Linked DNA regions of Hordeum vulgare: region 1 is linked to region 2. A link is a contact called in public Hi-C data. All regions are on one chromosome and are shown on one strand. Each heading gives the region's core, a stretch centred on a gene start, on an enhancer-like site or on the middle of the called end of the contact. The rest is flanking DNA. Distances are from core to core; before and after follow the strand shown. Region 1 holds the start of LOC123413261 (phosphoacetylglucosamine mutase). Region 2 holds the start of LOC123407740.

Region 1 (5,183 bases), core at 629-3,128, 140 kb before region 2:
TATCGTATTCTAGAGCTTTCTTGTGGAGATATTTCACTCCTGTTGAAGTGAAGACAACTTCAAGACCAAGGTTATTAAGAAATTCTGTTGATGCTCCATTGGCATAAGCAGTTTGAACTACACCAAACCTTGTAGGCAATAATCCTTTGTTGTCTTTTCCATTGATAATATCCAACTGTTCTCTGATAAAGAGGACAAATAGTGATAATATCTTATCGCCATCGACAAGATCAACACTAGTCTTGCTAAGCGATGTAACATGAAAATAAACAAGTCTATCTGCATCTCCATCAAAACTTGCACACCTGAATGTTATATCAGAATGTCCACATAAGTATCCATCATTATGAACATATAGCAGCAAATTTAAACAGTAATCAAGACTCACCTGACGCCAACATCATCAGGGCCAAACCCAAGAGGAAGAACCTTCTCCTTTTGAACAAAGTCAGCACCACACCTTTCATTCAGTATTCCTTCTCCTTCTTTTCCTGAATTTCTCACAAGAATGTCTAATCTGGCCAGATTTGGCTTTATTTGTTCCAACTTCAACCCACCAATACCATTTGCGCCATCCACAATCAGTTTCTCATTTAGTTCATCGATGCCTTTAGCATCAGGGGTTAATTCCAATAAATGCCTGTTGTGCCAATCAATGCAATTGTTCAGCAAATAATGCAGTGTTCTCCGTGACTGATTACACGTGCAGGAATGACAAACGACCTGAATGACTCGGTGATTTGTGTGAAATAATCTGCTTCAGAGGCTTTCAATCCTTTGTTTTTGTTCCGAACCATCCAGTGTAGCTGTGGAGTTGTCAGGATCCCCATGTCAAGTGCAACTGAACCTACTATTGCGCTTATACCCTTCACGAAAGTGTTTTAGATAAGTATAATCAGATCAACTCAACCAACAGATATGTCCGTACTATTACTAAAACATAACAGAGGGGGTTAATGCCATACTTTGGTTGCAACGTCGAGGAGGTACTCTCCGGTAGGCCTCGTGTCTCTTGCCAGCAGCACTTGTGCCGAGTGACCTCCACCAAGTGTGATCCCTTCATCCTTTGCAAACTGAAGCACCAGCTGCAAATAAACAAAGACCCAAGGGAATGTGATAACGAAGGAGAAGGTTGGTAGGAACTACGAGTAGTAATCTGAATAAACTGAACATCTTAGGCATCCCACTAGTCCAATCCAATGCTAAAATCGAGGCATCCTATCCTGGTTTGGCTTTCAAACATCATCAGTACAATACTACAATTAGCATCGCTAGACCTCTTTATTATCCAACTAACTGAGGCATTATGAATTCAAATCAACGTAAGAGATACAGCAAGTATGCACGAGCAGGAAGAACTGTATAGAACTCAGCTGAGTTGATCTTTCAGCTACCTGCAGGAGGGCGTCGGGGGTGGGGGCATTGGCGAGGGCGTCGGAGAAGGGCTCCCAGGCCTGCGACATCATGCCGCCGTCGGCGTCCACGATCTTGACGCCGTTGTCGCCGACGGGGTTGTGCGACGCCGTGATGACCAGCCCGACGGCGGCGCCGCCCAGCTTCACGGAGCGCAGCGCCGCCACGATCCCGGCGCGGCACACCGCGGGGGCCATGGTGCTCCCGTCGGCGCGGAACCCCGCCGTCCCGTAGGAGAAGGTCGCGCCGTCCGGCACGGGGAAGAGAGACGCCGCGGCGATCAGGGCCGCGCGCTGCTCGTCTCCTGGGTCGGCCATGGCGGCAGGGGCGGATCTGGACGGCGTTGGGAAGCAGGGATGCGACGGGGCAGCGAGCCTAGCTGGCTGGGTTGGACTGGAGCTGGGAAGGTCGGAGTCGAAGTTGACTCGGAAGAGGTGAACCGAATGTTGATCAGTTGATGGTTCACTTTAGAGCATCTCCAAAACCCTCAAGATATGAGGGCCGTGCTCTGGAAAAATACAGTTTTTGCGCAGCCATTTCGAACGCTCAAGTTAAGACGTAAAAAATACGAGCGTGATAAAAACGGTTCAGTGTTCAGAATGAAATGGCATCGCACACTGTTTATTTCATGCGTTCGCTCTTGCACGCTGCACACTCTCCAGCCGTGCCGTTTTCGCCCCACCCACGTTTGCGCCGGTGAATTCGCCTGATGAACGGCCACGCTAACATCCTCATCACCCCTTCCTGCACCCGCGACCCCACCGCTGCCGCCGCCGTCGTCGTCGTCGCAAACCCTAGCTTGAAGAGCTTTGGCTTCGCCTTCGTCGGTGCTCCTCCAAGCACCGGTCTCACGCGCGGCCTTTTCATGGCGCCACGGTCGACCTCGGCGGTGGGTGCCGTCGCATCGCGTCCGTCGTGAAGCCATTGTTGGGGAACGTTGCATGGGAAACAAAAAAATCCTACGCACACGGAAGACCTATCCATGGTGATGATCATCTACGAGAGGGGAGATCGGATCCACATACCTTGTAGATCGCTAAGTGGGGAGCGTTAAGAAACGCGGTTAATGTAGTCGAATGTCTTCACGATCCAAATCGCAAGCCGTCCCACGAACTCCGTCCCGATCTAGCGTCGAACGGACGACACCTCCGCGTTCAGCACACGTACAACTCGATGACGATCTCCGCCTTCTTGATCCAGCAAGAGAGGCAGAGAGGTAGATGAGTTCTCCGGCAGCACGACGGCATGGCGGTGGTGGTGGTGAAGTAATCCAGCAGGGCTTCGTCAAGCTATGCCGGACTAATCTAGACGAGGGAGACGATCTATGGAGGAGAGGGGAGCACGTGGCTTTTCTGTTGTAGTTTGCACTCAAAATCTCCACTATATATAGGAGGAATAGGAGGGAGGGTTGCCTTGCCTCCTACTCCAAGGAAGAGGGTTCGACCGAGCCAAGGGAGGAGATTCCTCCTCCAATTCGGTTCGGTGGAGGACTCCCTTCCTACTTGGCCACCTCATTCCTTTTTTCCTTTCCTTTTATTTTTGCACCTTGGTCGAAAAATAGGTTTGTTGGGTTGGCCGCACCATCCCACTAGGGGCTGGTGCGCCACCTCTAGGCCTATTAGGTCCTCTCCCGGGTGGGTGCCCCTCCTGGTAAAAACACGGAAGCCATTTGTCACTCCCGGTACTTTACCGGTAATGTCCGAAATTTTTCCGGAAGCCAAATGCAACTTTCCTATATATCAATCTTTACCTCTGGACCATTCCGAAGCTCCTCGTGACGTCCAGGATCTCATACGAGACTCCGAACAACTTCCGGTCACGAACATACATAACTCAATAATACCAAAACGTCACCGAACCTTAAGTGTGCAGACCCTGCAGGTCCGAGAACTATGCAGACATGACCTGAGACACTCTCCGGTCAATAACCAATAGCGGGACCTGGATGTCCATATTGGCTCCTACATATTATATGAAGATCTTTATCGGTTGAACCTCTATGTCAAGGATTCAGTTAATCCCGTATAACATTCCCTTTGTCCTTCGGTATGTTACTTGCCCGAGATTCGATCGTCGGTATCTCTATACCTATTTCAATCTTGTTATTCGCAAGTCTCTTTACTCGTTCCGTAATACAATATCTCGTGGTTAACTCTTTAGTCGCATTGCTTGCAAGGCTTGTTTGTGATGTTGTATTACCGAGTGGGCCCCGAGATACCTCTCTGTCATACGGAGTGACAAATCACAGTCTTGATCCATGCTAACTCAACGGACACGTTCGGAGATACCTGTAGAGCACCTTTATAGTCACCGAGTTATGTTTCGACGTTTGATACACAAGGCATTTCTCCGGTGTTAGTGAATTACATGACGTCATGGCCATAGGAATGTATACTTGACATGGAGAAAACAGTAGCAATAAACTAACACGATCACATGCTACGTTCATAGTTCGGGTCTTGTCCATCACATCATTCTCCTAATGATGTGATCCCGTTATCAAGTGACAACGCTTGTCTATGGCTAGGAAACCTTAACCATCTTTGATCAACGAGCTAGTCAATTAGAGACTTACTAGGGACAGTGTTTTGTCTATGCATCCACACATGTATTTGTGTTTCCATTCAATAATACTCTAGCATGGATAATAAACGATTATCTTGAAACAGGAAATATAATAATAACTATTTTATTATTGTCTCTATGGCATATTTCCAATAGCCACGTGCCCCCCTCTCGAAGCTCCCAAATGCGGCGGTAGCGAAGGCGGGTAAGGTGTCCGGGAAGAAGAACAAAGCGGCGGACGACTCCTTTATGCGTCCGAAGAAGAAACTTGCATGGCGTGCGATGGATGCGGCGACGTCCGAAGCGTCGGCGTGCTCACTTGTTGCACCGACGGTCGATGCGCACAACGTGTTCGATGAAATGCCCACAAGGTATGACTTCGCCCACTTCTTTTCATTGTTGTTTTTACATGAATTGGAGGAGAAGAAATTGGCCACGGAGGAGCGAACTAGATTGTTGGAATGAGACAAATACTTGGTCTTCATGGACACATCTACCCTCGATGAGAAGCAAAAGGAGTACGTCAATCTTGCCAGTGAAGAAGTCTTGGTCCAAAAAAGAGCCATGGCCATGGGAGGCATGGGAGCTACTATGGGAGGCATGGGTGGCATGGGTGGCATTGGAGGCATGGCTACCATGGGAGGCATGGGTGGCTTCAGAGCTACCATGCGCGGCATGGGAGGAATGTGTGGCTACGGAGCTACCATGGGGGGGCATGGGAGGCATGGGTGGCTTTAGAGATACCATGTGAGACAGGAGTTTTGCGTCTCTCATGGAAGGCATGGGAGCACCTCCAGGTGACATGGATGGACGCATGTCTTCTGGTGTGCCTCACATACCTTCGCATGATGCTGTTGGAGATCTTGTGAACACCTTCCGAGCTTCCCATGATGATGCGGCGCGACACAATGAAGAGGAGGGGGAGAATCGTCTTCGGATGAGGATGAAGAATTGGAGGAAGGGAAGGACGAAGATGAGGATGCAGCATGATTGTTGATGTTCCATTTGTTTGTGTGAACTTCTATGTCATGAACTTGGTTGGGTGATTTTGAAGTTGGTTGGATAATGATGTGATGCGCCATGATTTTGAACTTTGATGTCATGAACTTGGTTGGGTGATTTTAAACTATGCTATGTCTTGTTTTGATGTTTGAAATATCATCATATTCATATTGTCTTCAAAATGAACATATCGCAAGCGTCGG
Region 2 (5,373 bases), core at 911-3,410:
TCAAAGGGTCTGGTAAAATTGGGCACTGCCAACACTGGTGTCGTGATCAACGCCTCCTGAAGAGCCCGAAAGGCACCATCCTCCAGCTCCATCCATCGAAATACGACACCTTTCTTGAGAAGATCCTTAAGTGGTCGACAGGTGACGGCAAAACCATGCACAAACTTGCGATAATACCCAACAAGACCCATAAATCCCCGCACTCCTTTGACACTAGTAGGGACTAGCCAGTTTTGAACTGCTGCAATGTTCTTGCGATCTGTGCGAACACCATCACCGCTGATCTCATGCCCCAAGTACAGTAGTTTTGGTCGAGCAAAAGAGCATTTGCTACGTTTGATCTTCAGGTTGTGGTCTTTGAGCAGTTGGAAGACTTGTCATAACAGACTGAGGTGTGCATCCTCGTGTGCGTTGTGGATCAAGATGTCATCGATGAATACCAGCACGCCTTTCTGGAGCAGGGGAGACGGTACAATGTTCATGCCTCCCTGGAATGTGGCTGGTCCACCAGTGACGCCATAAGGCATGACCTTGAATTCAAAGTGCCCATGGTGTGTTTTAAACGTTGTTTTATGCTCATCTTCATGCCTCATCCGAATTTGGTGGTACCCCACACGAAGATCCAAGCTAGTAAACAGACGAGATCCTGCTAGTTCGTCCAAAATCTCTTTGATCACAGGTAGTGGGTAGCGATTTTTGACCGTGATGGCGTTGAGATGCCGGTAGTCCACGCAGAACCGCCAAGTGAGGTCTTTCTTCTGCACCAATAGGACCTGCGACGCGAATGGACTCACACTTAGCCGAATGATGCCTTGCTCTAACATCGTGCCACCTACCTCTCCACCTCATCTTTTTTGCGCTGGGCTGTGCCTGTAGGGGCGCAGATTCATAGGTCTTGCATCAAGGGCCAGAGGAATGGAATGATCAAAAGATCTGCGGTGGCAATCCTTTAGGCTCTTCAAACAAGACCCCAAACTGCTCAATCAGCTCGCCCAAAGCCTCCGAAATCTGTGGCTGCTCCATGTCCTGAGGAGCGGCACATAGTTGGACGACTGTGATGACTGCATCTCGGTCAAGCAGGATGTGGAGTTCTGTTCCGGAGATGAGGTCACAACGAGTGACATCCGCGCGGACTTCAAAGAGGTGCACACACTTCCCTTGGTGCTAAAAATTCATTGTCTTCTCCAACCAACGTACTTGCATAGGGATATTACAGGCCAGCCAATCAATCCCCAAAATCACATCATAACACCCGAGGGGCAGAATCTTGAGGTTGGTGGTGAATTTGACCCCTTGAGAACGCCACTCACACCCCGGTATCTCTTGATCACTGCGAATAATGCCTCCATTTGCCACACACACAGACAAGGGGTGACGCGCCTACTGGACCCCTTGCAATTGGTGAGCCAAAGATGAATTGATGAAACTATGAGATGATCCAGAGTCCACCAGCATCAGAACTTCGCATTGCTGCACCCAGCCATGCAAACACATTATCATGGGTGATTCTGCTCCTTCCAGGGCTTCCTTGGACAACACACAACAGTCTGGTTCACTTGGAACGGTCTCCGCCCGCTCAACCTTGGTCGGAGGCAACCGTGGGGGTGTGTGTGTCTCCCTCAACGATTTCCCCCGTAGATCCGTTGCAAACGTCGTGGACGATGGGCCCATGAGTGCAATCACCACGAGCTTGTAGCTACTCGCCTGGTCGATGCACAGATGCGTTCGCCGCGGATGAAGCATGGGCGACAGATTCGCGAGGCGGATCAGCGGTGCCGTCTCCTTCTCCTTGGTCAGCGCCGGATCAGGGGCTGATGCGGGCGCCGTGCGCATCGCGTGGATGCTCTGACGCAACTTCGTGACCTCCATGTCTACTGAACGCTCGATCGTCGGCCTCCACCCTTGGAGCTCAAGAACGGCGGGTGGATCTCGCTGAGCTGGGCGGACATGGCGGTGATCGTCGCCGTCAGATTAGCCAATGCCTTGTTGGTTTCCTCCATGGATGCGGTTTTTCCGTGTTGGGTCTGGATGATGGAGGGAAATCGGCCGGCCAGATTGATGACGTGGAAAAATTTCGTGAAGATCGGAGTGGCTCTCACACCAATTATTACGCTTCAAGTGGGATTTACTCTCAATCACCGGTTTGATACAAGGATTCAGCCGAATCCGAGGTTCACGCGAGAGGAAGAAGGGGGTTCAAGAGAGAGAAGCCGCCGACAGGTACGAAATACATCAACCACACCCTCGCGCACGAGGGATCGACGCCTTCTTAACCTAGCGTGTGGTGTCTCAGTCTTGGGCTGCAAACCGGCTGTTGGGCTTGATCAGACGAAAGGCACTCCAGCCCAGTAGTGACGACGGGCCGTTGGAGTAGAGGCGCTCGCTGTAGGCAGGCCGTGGGAGGCAGAGGTCGTAACATATCTCCAAACTCCAATCTCCAACCTCACCGTCGAACCACGACACCGAACCTTACACAGCAAACCCTCGGCGACCTTCCCCATGCCTCCGGCCAAAGCCAGGAAACCCCGGCGGCGGCCGCGGGCTGCGGCCGCCTCCCCAGAGAGCTCCTCGGCGCCCCCTCCGGTTGCGGCGGAGACTCCTCCCGCGTCCGCCACCCCAGAGAGATCCCCGGCGCCCCCTCCGGTTGCGGCGGAGACCACTCCCGCGGCCGCCCCGCCAGATACCTCCCCGGCGCCCCCTCCTGTTGCGGCGGAGACACCTCCCGCGTCCGCTACCGCAGAGAGATCCCCGGCGCCCCCTCCTGTTGCGGCGGAGACCACTCCCGCGGCCGCCCCGCCAGATACCTCCCCGGCGCCCCCTCCGGTTGTGTCGGCGACCCCTCCCGAGTCGGCGGAGGCTAGTGTTACGGTTGCGGAGGATGGTGGCGGGAACGACAAGATGGCGGTGGAGGATCTCGGTGAGGTGGGGCGTGAGGAGGCCACCGGGGCGGAGTCCCTAGAGGAGGAAGCCTACGAGGAGGAGCCGGATGAGGAGGTGTTGGAGGAGGAGGACCCTGATGCGGAGGATGATCCCGAGGAAGCGGAGGAGGATCTAGAGGACGCGGAGGAGGATGCTGAGGACGCTGAGGAGGAATCCGATGAAGTCGAGCATGATGAGAAGGATACCGTTCTGGCGGCTGGGTCGGAGAAGACGGCGACTGTGGATGGCGGTGATGAGGAGAAATCAATGGTAACGGTATCCAAGGAGGGCGGCGGTGAAGTTACAGGGTTGGAGTCTGCCGTGGTAGAGGAGGCCGCTAATGTGGATGATGGACTAGAAGAGGCAGAAGAGGAGGAAGCTGAAGAGGATGCAATGGAAGAGGCAGAAGAGGAGGAAGTTGAAGAGGATGCAATGGAAGAGGCAGAAGAGGAGGAAGTTGAAGAGGATGCAATGGAAGAGGATACTACAGAGCTCCCGGGAGAAGGTGCCGCCCCAGATGGTAAGTAGGGCTAGCCTATTCACGTATATTACGCAGTTCAATGCTATCTTTTTTTATAGCAATAATAATCTTGTTTTTGACTGGACTTGTGTTAGACGTTATCGCTTACAGTTTGGTGTTGTTAGGTTGAGGGTGGAGGAATCTCGTATTAATAATGTTGCATGGGAAATGGAGATTTTGTTTAGCCTTTGTCAATAGATTTTGTACCCTCACTTGCTTATTGGTGAGCACTTATGTGTCAAAATGGACCGAAGACATGAAGCTGACAATTAGCTAATTCATATATGGCATATGCCAATTTTGTCGGTTTTTACATAAAGCAAGGTTGCCATAGAGACCGAGTGCCATCTCATTAAACATGTACCCTCATGGTTGGAATGTTCAGTAGTTTATTTGTCTATTAGCACCAAACATAAAATCTATTTGTGAGGAATACTGCTGTGTATTTTTGTCATATAACACACATTCTTATGCTGAACATTATGCTTGACACTATTTCCTGTCGGATAAAAAATGCAAATTGCTTGCAAAAATCATGTTTCTCGTGCCCTATACTATGTCCAACTAGTTGATGGTTTTAACGCGGTCATCTTTTCCATGTATGCTCCAGACATGAATGAACTATCTGAAGAAGAACATGAAGAATCTGGGCATGAAGGTACAAATGGGAATAACGACGAGGATGGTGTTGCCTGCCAGTTGAATGTCCATTCTGAGGTGCAGAATGGTGAACTTGACTCCTCATTGCTCACACTGGGTTCAGTTTCAGTGGGCAATGCTAAAGACTTACAAATATTTCTTCATGGATTGCCTAAGGGTTGTCCCGAGAAAGACATTACAGAGGTCTTTTCTCAATTCGGAGAGATCGAATCTATTAAAAGAATTAGAAAAAAGAATGGCGGCGTTGCATTCGTTCGTTATATGAGCACTGAAGCTGCAAAGAAGGCTCTTGCCGAATTTAAGGAGGGAGCTGAGGTTTTGACGCAATAAACCCTTCTGTCCCTCGAATGGTTTTTCTTTGAATATGTCTTAGTTTGTTGAATAACGGCCATTATTTTCTTTGCATATTATTTTTCTCAGGTGACAGGGGAAATGGTTAAAGTATCAGCTTCTAGAGGTGATAATACTCTTTACCTTAGAAACATCTGCAAGAGCTGGACAAAAGAGCAGGTAAGATATAACAAGCTTTTTCTGATCCTGATGTTTAGAAAATCCATACATTACGTAATCCTTACATATACTCTTTCAACAGTGCTATGGTCTGAATATGTTGAATATTAGAATATTTCCATATAAATAGGAACTTATTGAGGCTGTTTGGCTCTTTGGAAGATATTGAATTTGGAAAAACTAATCTTTATATGTGTATAAAAGGCTTTTTGTTTGCCGCACTGTTTTTCAGTAGAAACGACTAGTCGTTGACTAGTCGACGAGTCGTGACTGAAAGTCGACTCAACATGTTGACTTGAATCATTGCCTTAGTCAAGCGACCCAATCGACTAGTCTCGACCGGTCCAGGTTTTTGAGTCGAACGACTAAAAGCTGGCCCTGCCTGTCATATGTTTTTCTATTTCCCCGACCCAAACCTATCCCGTGACCCACCTTGGCCGGCGCGCTGCTCCTCTCCTGTACCTATTGCTTAACTCATGTCGATTAGTCAACCATGATATTAGACTAGTCACAACTAGTCAAAAGTCGCTACCCTAGAACTCATCGACTCGAAAACATTGGTCTGGCGCCATCGTGCCGTAACTGAAATGTTGCTGATCTTTCTAATAGAATAGGATTATGTATAACAAGAACAACAACAAAGCCTTTAGTCCCAAACAAGCTGGGGTAGGCTAGAGGCGAAACCCATCAGATCTCGCGACCAACTCATGGTTCTGGCACATGGATAGCAAACTTCCACGCACCCCTGTCCATGGCTAGTTCTT

What was found. Hi-C and Micro-C count contacts between places; a contact is called where the count stands out from the background.
Region 1: a Hi-C map of seedling shows a contact between it and region 2, with 1.7 times the contacts expected there. The contact joins the promoter of LOC123413261 here to the promoter of LOC123407740 in region 2. A contact is called at or near these places in 1 of 6 Hi-C or Micro-C datasets (seedling) and 1 of 1 datasets of contacts at active chromatin or transcription factors (embryo).

What each region holds. Positions count from the first base shown.
Region 1 is chr7H:102,136,340-102,141,522 of MorexV3_pseudomolecules_assembly, reverse strand. It overlaps LOC123413261 (phosphoacetylglucosamine mutase), which reads right to left and starts at 1,878. Exons shown (of 8, transcript XM_045106198.1): 1 at 1,395-1,878; 2 at 966-1,085; 3 at 724-866; 4 at 389-640; 5 at 1-305. The coding sequence starts at 1,730.
Region 2 is chr7H:101,992,796-101,998,168 of MorexV3_pseudomolecules_assembly, reverse strand. LOC123407740 reads right to left here and starts at 2,160. Exons shown (of 1, transcript XM_045100940.1): 1 at 1-2,160. The coding sequence starts at 1,869. The coding sequence ends at 1,381. LOC123412679 (nucleolin-like) reads left to right here and starts at 2,406. Exons shown (of 11, transcript XM_045105624.1): 1 at 2,406-3,439; 2 at 4,050-4,414; 3 at 4,520-4,609. The coding sequence starts at 2,500.